Linked DNA regions of Bos taurus: region 1 is linked to region 2. A link is a contact called in public Hi-C data. All regions are on one chromosome and are shown on one strand. The core of a region is the stretch at or near the end of the contact, and the rest is flanking DNA. Distances in the headings are between cores, read along the strand shown. Region 1 overlaps SCAP (SREBF chaperone). Region 2 overlaps SCAP (SREBF chaperone).

Region 1 (4,077 bases), core at 975-3,474, 47 kb before region 2:
CCCCGCTTGAGGAACACTCCTCGAAACTGTCAAGCTCATCGAGAACAAGGCAAGTCTGAGAAACTATCACCAAGGCAAAGTAAGGAAACCAGATTTCCTCAGCTTGTCCCCATGTCCTTTCTCTCTCCTGAGATCTCATCCAAGATACCATGTTATATCCAGCTGCCCTGTCTTGTGAGGCTTCTCTTGGCTGGGACAGTTTCTTGGACTCTCTTTTTCTGATGACCTTGACAGTCATGAGGAGTGCTGGTCAGGACTGTGTAGACCACTCCTCACAGATTTGTCTGATGTTCTTCTCGTGATCAGACTGGGATTACAGTGTTTGCAGAGGAAGAACATAGAGGTAAAGCACCCTTCTCGTCACACATCAAGGTACATACCATCAACCTGATCTGCCACTGCTGATGGTGACCCCGAACACTGTGTCGAGAGCTATCTGTCAGGGTTTCCGCTGGAAAGCCACTCTCTCCTCCCCTCTCCACTTGGCACTCTCTGGAAGGAAGTCACTGTGCGCAGCCCACAATGAAGGAAGGGGATTAGATTCCACCTCTCTGAAGGCAGAGCGGCCACATAAATTCAGAATTTTTTGCTCAGATCTGTCTATTCTCCTCCACTTAGTTATTCAAGCACACGGACTCAGCTATGTATGTATTTTGCTGCAAAATGTATCTTTTTTTTCAGCACTGACCACTGGGAGCTCCTGGGGCTGGCTCCTGTGTGCTGTTGACAAAAGAACCCACATCTCCATGTGCTCTTCCCAATCACCGTGCGTCTCCTCCAGGGCAGTGAGGCTCCATGTGTCCCCACGATCATTCTGCCAGGCACACTGAAGACAAGGAATAAACGTGCTGAATAATAAAGGAATGGATGAGGAATGAAGGACCTCACAGCTTCCTGCTGTGAGCAGCAGGCGCTTGCGCTGTGCTGCCCAGGGCCTGCACTTCCTAATCTTCCTTTGGAAACAGTCTCTCACCCGCAGTGTGGTGATGAAGCCAACCAGCAAAGCACCTCCCTGCTCACAGGGTCTTGGGTGGGAGCAGGTAGGTAATCCCATGCAGAGCCAAGCGGGCACCCACAGGGCTGAATCTGCTGTAGCCCCCATTAGGGAGAGGACAGTGAGCTGACCCGGAGCGGGTACAGTTGAGGGATGGACTCCTTCTGAGGCCTAACCCATGCTGTCGGTTAGTAAGTCCTGCCTGTGGGTGAGCTCTATGACCCCAAAATGCCCTTCTCACTTCCCCAGGTTTGGGCTGAGTTTTCTGTTCCTTATACTTAAAGCAATCCTTACAAGTTCTGCATTGCTGACCTTTACTGTTACAACAGTCAATTCTGGTGAGGTAACTGACCACAGAGAGGCCTGACACCAGGTGACTGAGCCAGGGCCTGCATTTCTTTCTCAACCTTTCAGGGGCTGCAGACCCCAGTGAGAAAGAGAAACCCTCAAGCTATTTTGTACCCCCACACTATCATCATCCCAGGCCAAAAGAGGACATCAAGAAGTGGAAAGGGCTCACAAACAAGTGAACCCCTGACCTTGGATAGACCCCTAGCTGTACCATCAGGCCCACTGAACTCTACTAGTCACAAAACACTCACAAACGCAGACTACCCCATTGTGAGCAGGAACCATCAACTCCATTATGTGGTAAAACCCCATCAAGAGGTTAATGGAGGGACTTTCCTCCTGGTCCAGTGGTTACGAATTCTACTTCCAATGCAGGGGACGCAGTTTCGATCCCTGGTTGAGGAACTAAGACCCCACATGCTGCTGGGCAACTGAGCCCGTGCACCTCTACTAGAGAGAACCTCGCATGCTGCAATAAAGACCCAGTGGAGCCATAAATAAATACTTTTCTTTTTTAAGAGAGAGTAAAAGAGACAAAAGGCTTGATCCCACAATGAGCAAAGTGTCAAGCTGAGACATGAAGCTATGAACTGGTTTCCGCCTCATCAGCTCACCCTAACCTTCGTGGCTGAGTACCACTGAGCCTGTGTTCTCTACTTCCTCCTGAAACCATGTGTAGTCATAACACACACCTATCTAACCAGATCTCTACTTTAGCAATATTAGAGCAAAGCTGACATCAAGTTACCTGGCTGCTACATTACCCAGAAAGGCAACAGGAAGGAATGTGCAATCACTGGCACAGAGAGGGTGGAGAAGAGGAGCAGTGTGCCCTGAGCTGGGCTCTGCTCCTCAACAACAGACTCAGCAAGCCCAGCACCAACCCATGGGACCAGGGCCCAGCACGTGAGGGAAGAACGTGTCATCCACAGCTGGCAGGTACAAGCCAGCAGGACGAGCTTATCATTTCCTGTAAGGTTTCCAAATAATGAGTCCAGAGTTCCCTCGGGTTACATCCCGCAGCCCAGTCCCTCACCTGGAGGTTTTGCATTCCTGTAGGTTTTCTTCCTGTTTTGCATTCATGCTCAGCTCAGAGACAGCTGGCTGAGGACAGCACGATTCAAAAGTAGCAGCTGGCTTCAGGTCAGGAGATCTGGAGTTCTAACCCAGTGCTGACCCCATGACAAATGAACTGAAACTGAGGCACATTGCCATTCTCGGCTCAGTTCGCCCAACAGGCGAACAAGCAGAACCTGCACGCTTTACCTGACTGCACTGTGAGGATAAAACAGCACCTACCAGATTTGAAAAAGCTAAGCGCTCACTGCTAACATTAAATGGTGATGGGACTCGGAAGATAAAACATTCTCCAGGGATAGTCAGTGGTTCCCGCAACCACTTGGGCTCAAGGAGGAGAGGTCCGTTTGCCAGGGCACTGCCTGGCCCGAGTACCCACAGTATGGACCCAGACCCAGCCAGCCGGAGCTACAGCAACCACAACCCAGCTTTTCCAGGACAGTCACCTTCCTGCCATGCCATTTAGTGTTTCCTTTCAAAACAGGAATGTGTGACTGGATGTACTATTAAATGTAAGCTAAATATTTTCAGTGCCTTTATAAAGTGGTTCAAGTGTTAAGCATTCGCCCATCAGAAGGTGACCACCCTCACTCCACGTAGAACCCCTGCCACGGCCAATCCGTACCCAAAGCCCAGGGCGCTCCTCAGAACATGCTGAGCACCTACCCACTCTGGCTGCTCATTGGGCTCTCCAGGCTTGTGGTCAGAGGTCAGAGGTGGGGGCGAGTAATCTTTCACAGGAGTGGTGAATTCCACAGGTCCTGTTCCTGGCAAGGGCAGCTTCAGCAGTGGGTAGCTGGAATGGACAAAAAGGAGAGAAAAGTCAGGACATGATGGCAGGTAGAATCCATGCTGAGATAACAGTGACATGGAAATCACTGCAGCTGCACTCACCTCCTGTGCTAGGAGAACTGCACAAATGTACGAAACACCATTCATCAAACTTCAGGGCTACAAGGAAACGCAGGAGCCTCTAAATTAGAATTTTCAAGCTCCTTTTTGGTCACAGGAAACCCAATTCATAAACTACTTAATGAAATAGGTTACTGGCTGAAAATTTTTAGAAATATAATAAAGGCAAGATGCTAAACAAACTTCTGGTCATATTGGATACACGTAAGACAACAAGAAAAAACTGGGGAAGGACTTCCTTGGTGGCCTAGTAGTTAAGACTCCACGGGGGCACAGGTTCGATCCCTGGTCAGGGAAGTTCCACATGCCAGGCAGTGTGGCCAAAAAAGAAAAAAGAAAAGAAAAAAACCAGGGAACCAAAAATCCAGAAGGATCCTGATTCAGACTGCTGCAAAAACTGCTTCAGTTTAAAAGGACAGACCATAACATTTTGTGTAACACATTGAGGGTATGGTTTACACTAGACCAGGCTGAATAGAAAACAATGGATCCACCACTGGCAAAGGAAAAAGCTTGGACTAACATCAAAAAGTTGGCAAATGGATGTGCTTTTGTTTCTGACTTCATTTCTTCAAAACTTTTTTTTTTAGAATTTCCCTGGTGGGCCAATGATTAAGACTCCGAGCTTCCGGAGTCTGCAGTAAATGCAGGTTCAATCCCTGGTCGAGGAAGTTCTGCATGCCACACGTGGTCAAAAAAAAATTTTTTTTAACTGAGAATTAAGTTTTATGTAATACAACGCA
Region 2 (4,721 bases), core at 40-2,539:
GGAACAAAGGAACTACAAAACAGTCAGAACATAAAAAGATACAACCAGCTGAGCTAACGAAAAGACCTAGTAAATCTTTACCTATCAATAATTACTTTAAATTTTAAATCTTTAAATCATCCATCTATTCAAAAGGCGTAGAGTAGCTGAATGGATTTAAAAAAAAAATAGACCGAACTATATGCTTCCCACAAGAGACTCAATTTAGCTTTTTTTTTCCATCATCAAGGAGAAACTTTATTAGCACAGGTAACCAGATGACATTTTATATGTTTATATCTATCTATCTATAAATATATTTATATCTATTCAAAGAGACTCAGTTTAGCTTTAAGGACACAAAAAGACTCAAAGTAAAGGGATGGAAAAAGATATTTCATGCAAATGAAAGCAGAAATGGCTATACTTACATCAGATAAAAACTTAACAAGAGGGCTTCACTGCAGGCTCACTGGTAAAGAATCTGCCTGGTAAGGCAGGAGACATGGGTTGAATCCCTGACCCAGGAAGATCCCACATGTCACAGAGCAACTAAGCCCATGAGCCACAACTACCAAGAGTGAGCTCCAGGGCCCATGCTCTGCAACCAAAGAACCACCTCAGGGAGAAGACCATGCGCCACGACAAGCGCACAGCCCCCGCTCACCACAACCAGAGAAAAGCATGTGCAGCAACGGAGACCCAGCGCAGCCAAAGATAAACGAAAACAAAACAAACAAAAATACTTTTTAAAGCTGGACAAGAGACAAAAAAGGTCACTATATAATGAAAACAAAGTCAATTCATCAGAGGATGTAACACTTGCAAATACACACGCACCCAGTATCAGAGCACCTAAATATGTTAAACAAATACTAACAGATCTGACGGGAGAAAAAGACAATACAGTAACAGTAGGGGACCTCTATACCCCACTGTCAACAAAACAGAGACTGTCCAAACAGAAAATCAGTAAGGAAGCATTTGAATTTGAACTAAACTCCAGAACAAATGGACCCATCAGACATACATGGCACAAACTATTTCATGCAAACAGCACCAGAACACACATTCTTCTCAAGCGCACACGGAACATTCTTCAGGATAGATCCTGAGTTAGGCCAGAAAACAAGTCTTAGAAAATGTATTAAGAATGAGGGAGGGCCTTCCCTGGTGGTCCAGTAGAGAATTCGCTTTGCAATACAGGCGATACAGGTTTGATCCCTGGTCAGGGAACTCACACCCCACACGCCAAGGAGCAACTGAGCCCGTGCGCTGCGACCACTGAGCCTGCGCCACCACGAGGCAGAGGCTGGCGCTGCAACGCAAGGCCCTGCAGAAGCAGCTAAGGCGGACACGGCCAAGACAGCAACACTTAAACAAGGAAGCATCCTTCTGACCACAATAGTGTGAAACTAGGAATCAGTAACAGGAGGAAAAATGGAAATTTCACAAATGTGGAGACTAAGCAACAAACTCTTGAAGAACCAATAGATTAGAGAAGAAATCAAAAGATAATCTAAAAAATTTTAAAAATCATGATACAAAAATGGAAACACAACATACCAGAACTTATGGAATGCAGCAAAAGTAGTTTTAGGAGGAAAGTTTATAATAATAAAGGTCTATGCTTAGAAAAAAGAACTATCTCAAATAGACAACCTAACTTTACACCTCAAGAACCAGAAAAAGAAGAAACTAAGCCTTCTACTTAGAAGGAAGGAAATAACAAAGATCAGAGTGGAAACAGTCTAAAAAGACAACAGAAAAGATGAATGAAACCAAAAGCTCGTTTTCTTGAAAAGACAAAACTGACACACCTTTAGCTAGACTCACCAAAAGAGAGGATTCAATCAGAAATGAAAGCAGATGATATCACAGAAATATAGAGGATCATAGGTCCAGTACTTTGGCCACCTCATGCGAAGAGTTGACTCATTGGAAAAGACTCTGATGCTGGGAGGGATTGGGGGCAGGACGAGAAGGGGACGACAGAGGATGAGATGGCTGGATGGCATCACTGACTCGATGGACGTGAGTCTGGGTGAACTCCGGGAGTTGGTGATGGACAGGGAGGCCTGGTGTGCTGCGATTCATGGGGTCACAAAGAGTCGGACATTACTGAGCAACTGAATTGAACTGAACTGAGAGACTTCTATGAAAAATTAGATGCCAATAAAATTGACAACCAAAAAGAAATGAATAGAATCTTAGAAATATACGACCAATAAGACTAAATCAAGAATAGAAAATCTGAACAGGCTGATTACTAGTGAGAAGACAGAACGTTTCAGTCACTCAGTTGTGTCCAACTCTTTGTGACTTCGTGGACTGTAGTCCACCAGGCTCCTCTGTCCACAGAATTCTCTGGCACAAATACTGCAGCTGGGTAGTTCCAGCTTCCGGTTCAAGATGACAGAGCAGAAGGACATGCACTCATCTTCTGCCAGAGCACCAAAATCTCAACTAGCTGTTGAACAACTATCGACTGGCAGCACCCACCATCCTGATATCCAACATCCAAAGACAAAGAAGAAGCCACAGTGAGATGGAAGGAGGGTTGCAATCATGATAAAATCAAATTCCGTAACTGCCAGGTGGGCGACCCACAAACTGGAGAACAATAAATCAAAGAAGTTCTCCACAGTTATGAAGGTTCTGAACCCCACATCAGGCTTCCCAGCCTGCGGATCCAACAAAGGGAACTGGGAGTCCCCAGGGAATCTGATCTTGAAGGCCAGCGGGATTCGATTATAGGACTTCCACAGGGCTGAGGGAAACAGAGACTCCAGTCTTGGAGAGCACAAACAAAATCATGCACCGAGACCCACAGCAAAGGAGCAGTGACCCTACAGGTGACTGATCAAAACCACCTGCTAGTGTTGGAGGGTCTCCTGTGGAGGCGCAGGTCAGCAGGGGCTCCCCACAGGGACGGGGGCACTGGCAGTAACAGTCCTGGAAGATTCCCCTTGGAGTAAGCCCTCTTGGAGGTCACCATTAACCCTACCATAGAGCTTGCAGATCCCAGAGTTGGGTCACCTCAGGCCAAACAACTAACAGCAAGGGAGCGCAACCCCACCCATCAGCAGATAACTGGATTAGCTCACCAATGCAAAACCCAGTTTTTCCCCACAGCCAGTCCCTCCCATGTAGAAGGTTACTCAAGCCCTTTAGCCTCCTCCATCAGAAGGCAGACAGAAGAAGCAAGAGAGTCACAATCCCACAGCAGCTAGAACAAAAACCACATTACAGAAAGTGAATCAGGGTGAAAAAGCAGACAGTTATGTCCCAGAGGAAGGGACAACATAAAACTGCAGAAAAACAACTAAATGAAGTGGAGATAAGCAACATTCTAGAAAAAGAATTCAGAATAATGATAGTGAAGATGATCCAGGATCTCAGGAAAACAATGGAGAAGATGTAAGAAATGTTTACCAAAGACCTAGCAGAACTAAAGAACAAACAACAAACAGAGATGAATAATACACTAGAAAGAATCAACAGCAGAATAACTGAGGCAGAAGAATGGATAAATGACCTGGGGGACAGAATGGTGGAAATCACTGCCAAAGAACAGAATAAAAAAGATAATGAAAAAAAAAAGGAAACAGCCTAAAACACACCAACACTTGCATTATAGGGGTCCCAGAAGGAGAAAAGAGAGAAAGGACCTGAGACAATATTTGAAGAGATAACAGCTGAAAACTTTCCTAACATGGGAAAGGAAATAGTTAACCAAGTCCAGGAAGTAGAGAGTCCCAGGCAGGAGAAACCCAAGGACGAACACACCAAAACACATAGTAATTAAATGAACAAAAATTAAAGACAAAGATAAAATATTAAAAGGCCCGAGGGAAACATGACAACAACCTACCAGTTGATTTCTCAACAGAAACTGTACAAGCCAGAAGGGAATGGCAAGATTTATTTAAGGTGACAAAAGGGAAGAACCTGCAGCCAAGAACACCCTACCCAGCAAGACTCACATTCAGATTTGATGGAGAAATCAAAAGCTTTCAAGACAAGCAAAAGCTAAGAGAACTCAGCACCACCAAACCAGCTTTACGACAAATACTAAAGGAACGTCTCTAGACAGAAAACAGAAGAGAAGGAAAAGACCTACTGAAAATAACCCAAAATAATTAAGAAAATGGTAATAGGACCATACATATGGGTAATTCCCTTAAATGTAAGTGGATTAAATGCACCAACCAAAAGACATAGACTGGCTGGGCAGATGAAAAAATGTGCATGTATGCACTTCCACTTACCACATCATTCTGCTTGACCACCCCCCACAAGTTGTTGGTAATTATTTTATTTTTTACTTATTTATTTATTTTTTTAACTAATTTTTTTTTCATTTTATTTTATTTTTAAACTTTACAATATTGTATTAGTTTTGCCAAATATCGAAATGAATCCGCCACAGGTATACCCACGTTCCTCATCCTGAACCCTCCTCCCTCCTCCCTCCCCTACCCTCCCTCTGGGTCGTTCCAGTGCACCAGCCCCAAGCATCCAGTACCGTGCATCGAACCTGGACTGGTGACTCGTTTCATACATGATATTATACATGTTTCAATGCTATTCTCCCAAATCTCCCCACCCTCTCCCTCTCCCACAGAGTCCATAAGACTGATCTATACATCAGTGTCTCTTTTGCTGTCTCGTACACAGGGTTATTGTTACCATCTTTCTAAATTCCATATATATGCGTTAGTATACTGTATTGGTGTTTT

Evidence for each region. Hi-C and Micro-C count contacts between places; a contact is called where the count stands out from the background.
Region 1: a Hi-C map of an unstated tissue shows a contact between it and region 2, with 2.2 times the contacts expected there. The contact joins two enhancer-like sites.

Annotation. Positions count from the first base shown.
Region 1 is chr22:52,235,183-52,239,259 of ARS-UCD2.0, reverse strand. It overlaps SCAP (SREBF chaperone), which reads right to left. Exons shown (of 24, transcript NM_001101889.1): 4 at 3,089-3,218. Among named protein-coding and RNA genes, the nearest start is that of PTPN23, 47 kb to the left of the region's middle. Within about 2 kb of position 2,224, at least 23 of the 102 cell types and tissues checked have an H3K27ac peak or open chromatin away from gene starts, as enhancers often do.
Region 2 is chr22:52,186,384-52,191,104 of ARS-UCD2.0, reverse strand. The region is part of intron 2 of SCAP (SREBF chaperone); the gene reads right to left. Among named protein-coding and RNA genes, the nearest start is that of SCAP, 25 kb to the right of the region's middle. Within about 2 kb of position 1,289, at least 10 of the 102 cell types and tissues checked have an H3K27ac peak or open chromatin away from gene starts, as enhancers often do.